2 separate regions of the Ovis aries genome follow, and region 1 is linked to region 2. The links are chromatin contacts, called in public Hi-C maps. All regions are on one chromosome and are shown on one strand. Each heading gives the region's core, a stretch centred on a gene start, on an enhancer-like site or on the middle of the called end of the contact. The rest is flanking DNA. Distances are from core to core; before and after follow the strand shown. Region 1 overlaps SLC24A3 (solute carrier family 24 member 3). Region 2 holds the start of SLC24A3 (solute carrier family 24 member 3).

Region 1 (4,100 bases), core at 579-3,078, 50 kb after region 2:
AATACTCAGAAAGATACTCAGAAACTGCTCTCTTTTCCCTTCCTACCTCTCCTCTTAGTTTAAAAAAAGCCTAAAATTAGAACAGGGGCGCATTATTTTCCAGAATCCCCTTGCAGTTTCCCTTGGGTTGTCTTGGGACATTTTCCTCTATGTGGTTTTGTCCTGCCGGATCGCAAGAACTAGACAGCACAAGTCCACATTTCTTACTCAACAGTTCTTTTCATGGCTCCCATCATAAACTTTTCTTAATCTTCCAGTAAGCCTTCCAATATGGGGGGGGGGTGTCCACATTCATATTTAGAATTCTCCTGTGTTGGTGGCTCCGTGTTACATTCTAAAGAGATACACGAAAACGTGGCACCTGGTTTCACAATCTCAGAAGATGTGTGTGCATTTGGATTTATAGAATTATGCAGTGGGTCCTTTGCCTCTCAGGGTGAAGCACGGTCATGTGGAAACTTCTGAAGCAATTCCTGGATGCTTGGTCTCCCCATGGGATTAGGCAATAGCTCTGTGCCCTGGCAGTGGACAGAATGGTATCATTTATGGATGGCATCCCAGTGTTTTCCCTTGTGGTCCATGGGCTCATCTGCCCTTTCCTATAGGAGTGGGTGCAGGAAGGGGACAGACCTGAAGCTTGCCATCCTCTGGACGTACATCTGGGCATCCCAGGGTCCATGTCATGTCCTGGGAAATTCATCCAGTGACCCCACATGTTGAGTGTTAAGTGATCTGCCTCTGTTGGCTTGAGGAGTCAGTCGTTTTTTAAGACGTTCTTACTACATGAGATGCATGAAATTACTCCAGACTCCAGAATCTGATGCGGGTGTGTGTGACACACGTGGATGAGCCCCATGCCAAGCGCCACCTGACACAGCCCAGCACCGCCCGTGGAGCCCGAGCTCTTCTGAGCGGTTGGGTTGCAATCCTCTGGGCTTCTCAGACCCTTGAACCATGTCAGCTGGCGTTCACTCCTTTCATTGTCTTGTGGTTGTTAATTTTGAGTTATCAGCATCTTTACTGATGGGAACCTTGTCTGTATCCTATGGCCCTGTCCTCCATGGCCTTCCAAGGTCTTGGTACAGGTTCCACCAGTAAGAAGCTGCCGAAGTCCTGGCCTCTGCCCCGGTCCTCCTCCAATTCCCCATCAGATTCTTCTCCTCATGCACATCACTCTTGTTGAGTGCCCACCGTGGATCCAACCCACTTTGGCAGGAAAAGGATCTGGGAGAAGTATATGAAATGTTCCTTTTCTCTAAGAGCTAGCTTCTGGAATGGATGGGGAGACAAGGCCTTCACATGTTAGGGGAATACAAGCTCTGAATTTATGTTTCAGAGTTCAGTGGGCACAAGAACAGCCAGGAAGTGGAAGGACAAAGAAGGAGAGGGACTCGGGTGCAGAGAGGCAGGTGTCATCACAGAACAGGAGCGATGCTGGCTGACACGACTCCGTGTGTTTGAGTGTGGCTTAAGGGGAAAGGTAAGCTGGGGCTGCTTTATAAGCCCAGGCCTTGCCGTCATCCTCCCAGCCAGATCCAGGGCACGTGCTCTGCATCTGTGCTTGAGGAGCTTGAAAGGCAGTGGGGAGTGGTGGGGACTGGGGTGCAGACAAGGGGGCTTCCCTGTTCACAGGGGAGTAGATGCCCCCTAAGTGCCTTTGTGTCAGGGACTCAGGCCTGTCTTGCCAGGTCTTCTGGTTTTGCAAAAGAAACTGGAAATCTGGCTTTTGGTACAAAATTGGGGAACTTTCACAACACTGTATGAACGAAACTAAACACATCTGCCAGTGTCCAGCTGGATTGTGACCTTTGGCCTTTTCCATCCCAGTGTGTCCTCCTACAGAGTGACATTACTGGGGCAGACGGATAGCCATCTACTCTTAAGTGGACACCAGGCACCCTGATGCCTTTGCATGGTCACCCCAGATGCCCTGGGGGGTGCGGGGGGATTAGGTCTTGGGGACCCCACTCCATCCTCAGTGAGTGAAGGCTGGGTTCACTGGCAGGGAAGCTGCCTTTCCTGCCCTCACAGGGCTGCTTACTGTCTTGAGCTAGGATTTCAGGCAGTTGGGTGAGGGTGGGGGGCATGTTTTTGGGGACAAAAGCAGTGAATCCAAGTGTTATGGAGTCCGTCATTCCTCAGCAACAAACTCAACAGCTTTCCTTCCAGTGTAATAAATCTGGACCCTTGTGGCTCGTACAACAAGCGTGATGACAAGTAATAATAACTCATAAGGAACTTTTTTTTTTTTTGGTCTTCCTGACTCATGCCTTTAGCAAGGGAAGTCTAGGCAGGGGTGGCCACAAGCGAATGTTCTCTGGAGCTGGAAGGCATGATTCCAGAGACCATGCTGTGTGGGCGGGGAGGTTGGCGGGGGTCCAGCAAAGAGGAGGAGAGTTCACAGGGAGAGACCTAGGCTCCCTGAGTGTCCCAGGTTTCTCTAGCGCAGCTCTGTGGCAGGAAACTGGAATCTGGAGCCCACGGCCTGGGTTCAGATGCCTGCCATGCTGCTTACTAGCTCTGTGATCTTGGGCAACTTACTTTTCTGTACCATCTTCATCTTCAAATGCAGATAATAATTTAAAAAAATCTCTCTCTCTTTTTTAAGTTGAGGAACCTCCATATTGTTTTCTTTAGTGGCTATACCCATTTACATTCCTACCTACTGTGTATAAAGATTCCCTTTTCTCTACACCCTTGCCAGCATTTTTATTTGTAGACTTTAATTTTTATTGGCATATAATTGCTTTACAACATTGTTTTAGTTTCTGCTGTAAAATGAAATGAATCAGCTCTATGTATACATATATCCCCCCCTTTTGACCTCTCTCCCAAGCCCCCCATCCCCCCATCCCCCATTTAGGTGTTGGTGACAGCCATCCTGACAGGTGTGAGGTGATATCTCATTGTAGTTTGATTTACATTTCTCTGATGATTAGCAATGTTGAACATCTTTTCATGTGCCTGTTGGCCATCTGTATGTCTTTGGAAGCGTATCTATTCAGGTCTTCTGCCCATTTAAAAAAATCAGGTTGTTTGTATTTTTGATATTGAGTTATAGGATAGTCTGTATATTAACCCCTTATCAGCCATACCATTTGCAAATACTTTTTCCCGTTCAGTAGGCTGTCTTTTGCTTTGTGGATGGTTTCCTGTGCTATTCCAAAGCTTTAAAGTTTAATTAGGTCCCACTTGTTTATTTTGCTTGTGTTTCTTTTGCCTTAGAAGACAGATCCAAAAAATACTGCTACATTTTATGTCGAAGAGTGTTCTTCCCATGTTTTCATTTAGGATTTTAATAGTTTCTGGTCTTATATTTAGGTCTTTAATCCATTTTGAGTTTATTTTTGTACATGGTATTAGAGACTGCTCTAATTTCATTCTTTTAAATGTAGCTGTCCAGTTTTCCCAGCACCACTTATGGAAGAGACCGTCTTTTCCCTACTGTATATTCTTTCTTCCTTTGCTGTAGATTAATCGACTATAAGTGCGTGAATTTATTTCTGGGCTCTTTATTCTGTTCTGCTGACCTATGTGTTTGTTTTTGTGCCAGGACCATGCTGTTTTGATGACTATAGCTTTGTAGTATAATATGAAGTCAAGGAGTGTGATACCAGAAATTCTGCTTCTGGCTATTTATCCAAAGAAAACGCTAATTCAAAAAATACACATACCCCAGTGTTCATAACAGCATTATCTACAGTTGCCAAAATATGGATGCAACCTAAGTGTCTATCAACAGATAAATGGTTAAAGAAGACATGGTCTATATATACAATGGAATAGTTCTCAGCCATAGAAAAGAATGAAATTCTTCCATTTGTAGCAGTGTGGATGGATTTGGAGGGTATTATGCTCAGTGAAATGAGTCAAACAGAGAAAGACAAATAGCTATATGTTATCTCTTATATGTGGAATACAAAAATAAAATGAATGAATGACTATAGCAAAGCAGAAACAGATTCACAGATACAGAGAACAAATTAGTGGTTACCAGTGGGGAGAGCAGGGGAGGAAGCAGATAGGGCATGGGATTAAGAGGCACAAACTATAATATATTACATAAGTAAGCTACAAGGTTATATTGTACTGCACAGGGA
Region 2 (3,894 bases), core at 438-2,937:
GACTAAAGGAATGGTATGCCCAGGAAGCAAGAGCTCTCAGGCATGCTGGGTGAGATGGTCTCTCCGTGGTGAGGAAGCCACCTGGGAAGGTCTGTTTTGTCCTTGGCCATGACCCACTATTCCCTGAGGCTGAGGGGGGGTCATCTGGGGAGCTTGGGCTAGAAGGTCATCCATAGGTGGGGTCACCCTTGGACTCTGTGGATCCTCCCAGACCTAGGAGTGGAGAAACCCATGCAGAGGTCTCTCCTTCCTTCTCACCTCCATAGACGGCTTCAGCTGGATTCCCTGAAATGACCGGACTCTGTGGAGACAGTCACCTAGACCAACACCTGTGTTCCAGTGATCATTTTTTGAACAAACGCTTTTGTTTTCCCTTGTGGCTCAGCTGGTAAAGAATCCGTCTGCAGTGCGGGAGACCTGGGCTCAGTCCCTGGGTTGGGAAGATCCCCTGGAGAAGGGAAAGGCTACCCACTCCAGTGTTCTGGCCAGGAGAATTCCAGGGACTGCACTGTCCATGGAGTCGCAAAGAGTCGGACACGACTGAGCGACTTTCACTTCACTTCACTTCTGTTTTCAGCCCCACCATAGAGGCATCTCCTTCTGGGGCTAGATCCGCCATCCTAGCCTCAGCCCAAGGGAGGCACCAGGCACTGGGGAAGCTGGAAACCCCAGGAGGGAGGGTGGCTGTACCTGAGACCACCAGGTGTCCTCTCTAAAGGACATCTTCTGCAAGGCTGCAGGTGAGGGCTGGAGCACAAGTGGAGGCTGGGAAGTGCGAGGATTAGGGTTCTGACCTCAAGATGGGGGGCAGCCTGACTGCTCTCGGCGACAGGAAGGCCAGGAGCCTCGTCCCGGGGTTGGCCGGCGGCCCTCGCGCCGCCCTGACCCTCTTCCCTCGGCCACAGCCCTGGAGGCTTGGTACAGGACTATCCCGAGTGAAGTGTGAGCCCGGGCCAGAGGAGGGAGCCAGGACACCCCCAGCGAGCCAAAGAGCCTGGGGGAGTCCTGTTTCAGGTCCCAAGCCGGGCGCACGGGGATCCCCACAAGGGGGCGGAGGGAAACCCAGGAGGCCCGCGGGAGGAAGCGAGCCCGGCGGCCCGGCGAGCGCAACCAAGCGCACTTGCGGCGCCCCTCTCCGGGCACAGGGCGGGGAGGGGGCGGGAGAGGCCCTCCGCTCCTCAAAAAGTTTCGGGCGAACCCTTTCCCCCCCGGAGATCAGCCTTTCCGCGGCGCGTGTGTCCCGAGAGGGGGCCCTCCTGCGCCGGCACGAGCGCAGGACCGCGCGCGGGGCTCCCTCCCCGGCTCAGTCTCCTCCCCACGCGCCCCCTCTCCGCCGGGCTGGCCAGCGCCGCCGCGTCCCCGCCGCTGCCCCCAGCCCGCGCCCGCGCCCGAGCCGCCGCGCCGCCGCCGGCTGCCGCCTCCCGCCTCGCCCCGAGCTCCCGGCGCGCTCGGCCCGGCCCCGGCCCCGGCTCGGCCCCGGCCCCGCGCGAGGACCATGGAGTAGGCGGACGGCCCCGCGACGCGCTCCCGCCGCCGGCGAGGCCGGAGCAGCCCCGGGTGGCCTCGCCCGCCGGCCGAGTTGGCCCGCGGCGGGCCCTCCTCCCGCCGGTCCTCCCCGCTCCTCCTCCTCGGCCGCCGCCGCCCCCGCCTCCCGGCCGCCCCCGCCGCCCCCGCCGCGCCGCCGCCCGAGGCCGAGCGCGGACGCCGAGCGTGGGAGCCATGGCGCGCGAGGAGGACGGGGACCCCGAGCGCCGGGAGGCGGCGGCGCGGGCCGGCGGCGACGACGACGACGACGACGACGAGGAGGAGGAGGAGGAGGGACTGAGCGACGACGAGGACGGAGATCGGGAGAACCGCGGCGGCCGCCAGGAGGAAGGAGAGGCGGCGGCGGCGGCCGCCGGGCGGGAGCGCAGCGAGGACGCGCCGCCGCCGCACGCGGAGCTGCCTCCCGCCACCAGCCGCGCTGCGGCCGCCGGCGATCGGAGCGGCCGCCGCCCTCCGGGGACCCCGCCGGGGTCGCTGCCCTGCCGCGCGGAGAGGATGCAGTCGCCCGACCTGGAGGAGCGTGAGCGCCGCCGGAGCTGCCGGAGGGACCTTCTTCTGAGCCAGGTCTGCTTCCTGGCCCTGGTGGCGCTGCTGCTCTGGTCGCTGTCGAGCATGCGGGACCACGACGGTGAGTGCTCGCCGCTCGCCCCGAGTGGGCGCTGCGGCTCCGGCGGCGGCGCGGGGCGTCCAGGCCCGGGGACGCCCCCTGCCCCGGGCGGAGGGGCCCGGGAGGCGAGGACCGTGTGCGCGGGCACGGGGCGGGGGTAGGACCGTGGCCGGCACGCTGGGCGCCTGGCTGCCCTGGGAACCGTCACCTGTGCCTCCCGGCTCTGCCCCGCTTCCTGCCACGAGCTGGAGGGACTGAGGGAGGCAGCAGTGGGGACTCTTGCCCTAAACAGGTCCCCCGTGGGCAGTAATGAAGTTGTCCTGGTGAGCTTCTGCCCCTGCGCGCGTGACCACCCGTGCAACTCCTTGGCCTGTGGAGGGAGGGCAGGGAGAGGGCTGGTTGACCCGTGGACACAGTTAGTGCTCCGAACAGAACAGGCAGGATGGACCGCCTGTTTCCTCGGAAGCTCCATCCCCCTCGTTGTAGAACAGGTGCCCGGGAACGAATGATAGGAAAAAAGTGTTGCCCCCCCCGCCCCGCCGCCGCCCCGCCCTGGCTAGATTTTGCGACTGGTTCTGCTCCACTGGCCCCTCGCTGGGACTGGTTCTCCTCCACTGGCCCCTCGCTGGGAACACGGATCCCTTTTGCAGACTTGCAACGCGGGATGAAGCCGTTAGACGGGACCGCCGATGGTCTGTACCTTACTTTCAGGGTGCCCTGCAGTGCGCCCTCGCGGCACACAACTTGTGTCTTATGTTTGCCCTCGGCCTTTCTTGAGCTGAAATAGATCTGCTGAAGAATTTTGCTCAGCACAGTTGTTCACGGGAAAGAGTTTGGACCTTGGGTGTGCAGCTGTCAGAGAAACGGAGGAAAGGCTTGGAAGAATAGCTCGTGTAAAGCAGTTTTCTATCCCGGCTCCCCCAGTCGCACGCTTGGTGGGAAAATAGATACAGAAATACTCGGGAGGGAAAACAATGACAGATACATGCTTTGGTGTTAAGATCCACGGAGCTCCAATACAAGGGATTATGAAGTGCAGAAGGAAGGCATTTGGATAGTGATGCTCAAATATACTTAAGGGTACAAAAGGTTAAAAAAAAGAGACCTTCCCCAACTGATTGTGCTCCTGCCTGGTGGGGAAAGTGGATGGTGGGTCTTGGTTCAGATCTTAGCAGACTTCAGCATATATGGTAATAGGAGAGAGCCTGTCCAGGTCCTCAGTGGAGCCCTGGAGACTCCTGGTTCTCTGCGTTTCTCCCGGATGCTAGACTGTCTGGCCATGGGGACTGACATCGGAAAGTGGACGGTGCCCAGTGAGAGAGGCCAGACCTCTCTCCAAGGGCAGACTCTGACCTGCCAGAAGCAGTTCCTGGCCTTGTCTCAGGAAGAGGGTTTTCATTAACCCCCTTTTCATCATCGCGGCTTAGACAAGTGTAAAGCCAGTCCATACTATTGAAAGGGCCATTTCAACTCAGTTACACACCGCCCATCTTCCTACAGGTCAGGGCTCTCAGGCCATAGACTTCCTACCACTTTCCAGGCTACAAAAGACATTTTTTTCTCAATGGGGAATGTGACCCAGATGGTTAAGTCCATCAGTGGCAGGGAGCTTCCTGGGCCCGGGGAAAGCTGGGATGTTCGGAGGAAGCGGGTGTCAGACACTTTGCAGACTTGAAGCTAGGTGACTAGATGTCATTTGGGGATGGACAGAAGTGTCCCTGCTAGGGACTCAGGTTTGGGTC

What was found. Hi-C and Micro-C count contacts between places; a contact is called where the count stands out from the background.
Region 1: a Hi-C map of liver shows a contact between it and region 2, with 2.6 times the contacts expected there. The contact joins the enhancer-like site here to the promoter of SLC24A3 in region 2. A contact is called at or near these places in 2 of 16 Hi-C or Micro-C datasets (liver and mixed tissues).

What each region holds. Positions count from the first base shown.
Region 1 is chr13:38,522,728-38,526,827 of ARS-UI_Ramb_v3.0, forward strand. The region is part of intron 1 of SLC24A3 (solute carrier family 24 member 3); the gene reads left to right. Among named protein-coding and RNA genes, the nearest start is that of SLC24A3, 50 kb to the left of the region's middle. Within about 2 kb of position 1,829, at least 4 of the 54 cell types and tissues checked have an H3K27ac peak or open chromatin away from gene starts, as enhancers often do. A contact at or near this core is called in liver, where this site is marked.
Region 2 is chr13:38,472,897-38,476,790 of ARS-UI_Ramb_v3.0, forward strand. SLC24A3 (solute carrier family 24 member 3) reads left to right here and starts at 1,688. Exons shown (of 17, transcript XM_027976756.2): 1 at 1,688-2,173. The coding sequence starts at 1,720.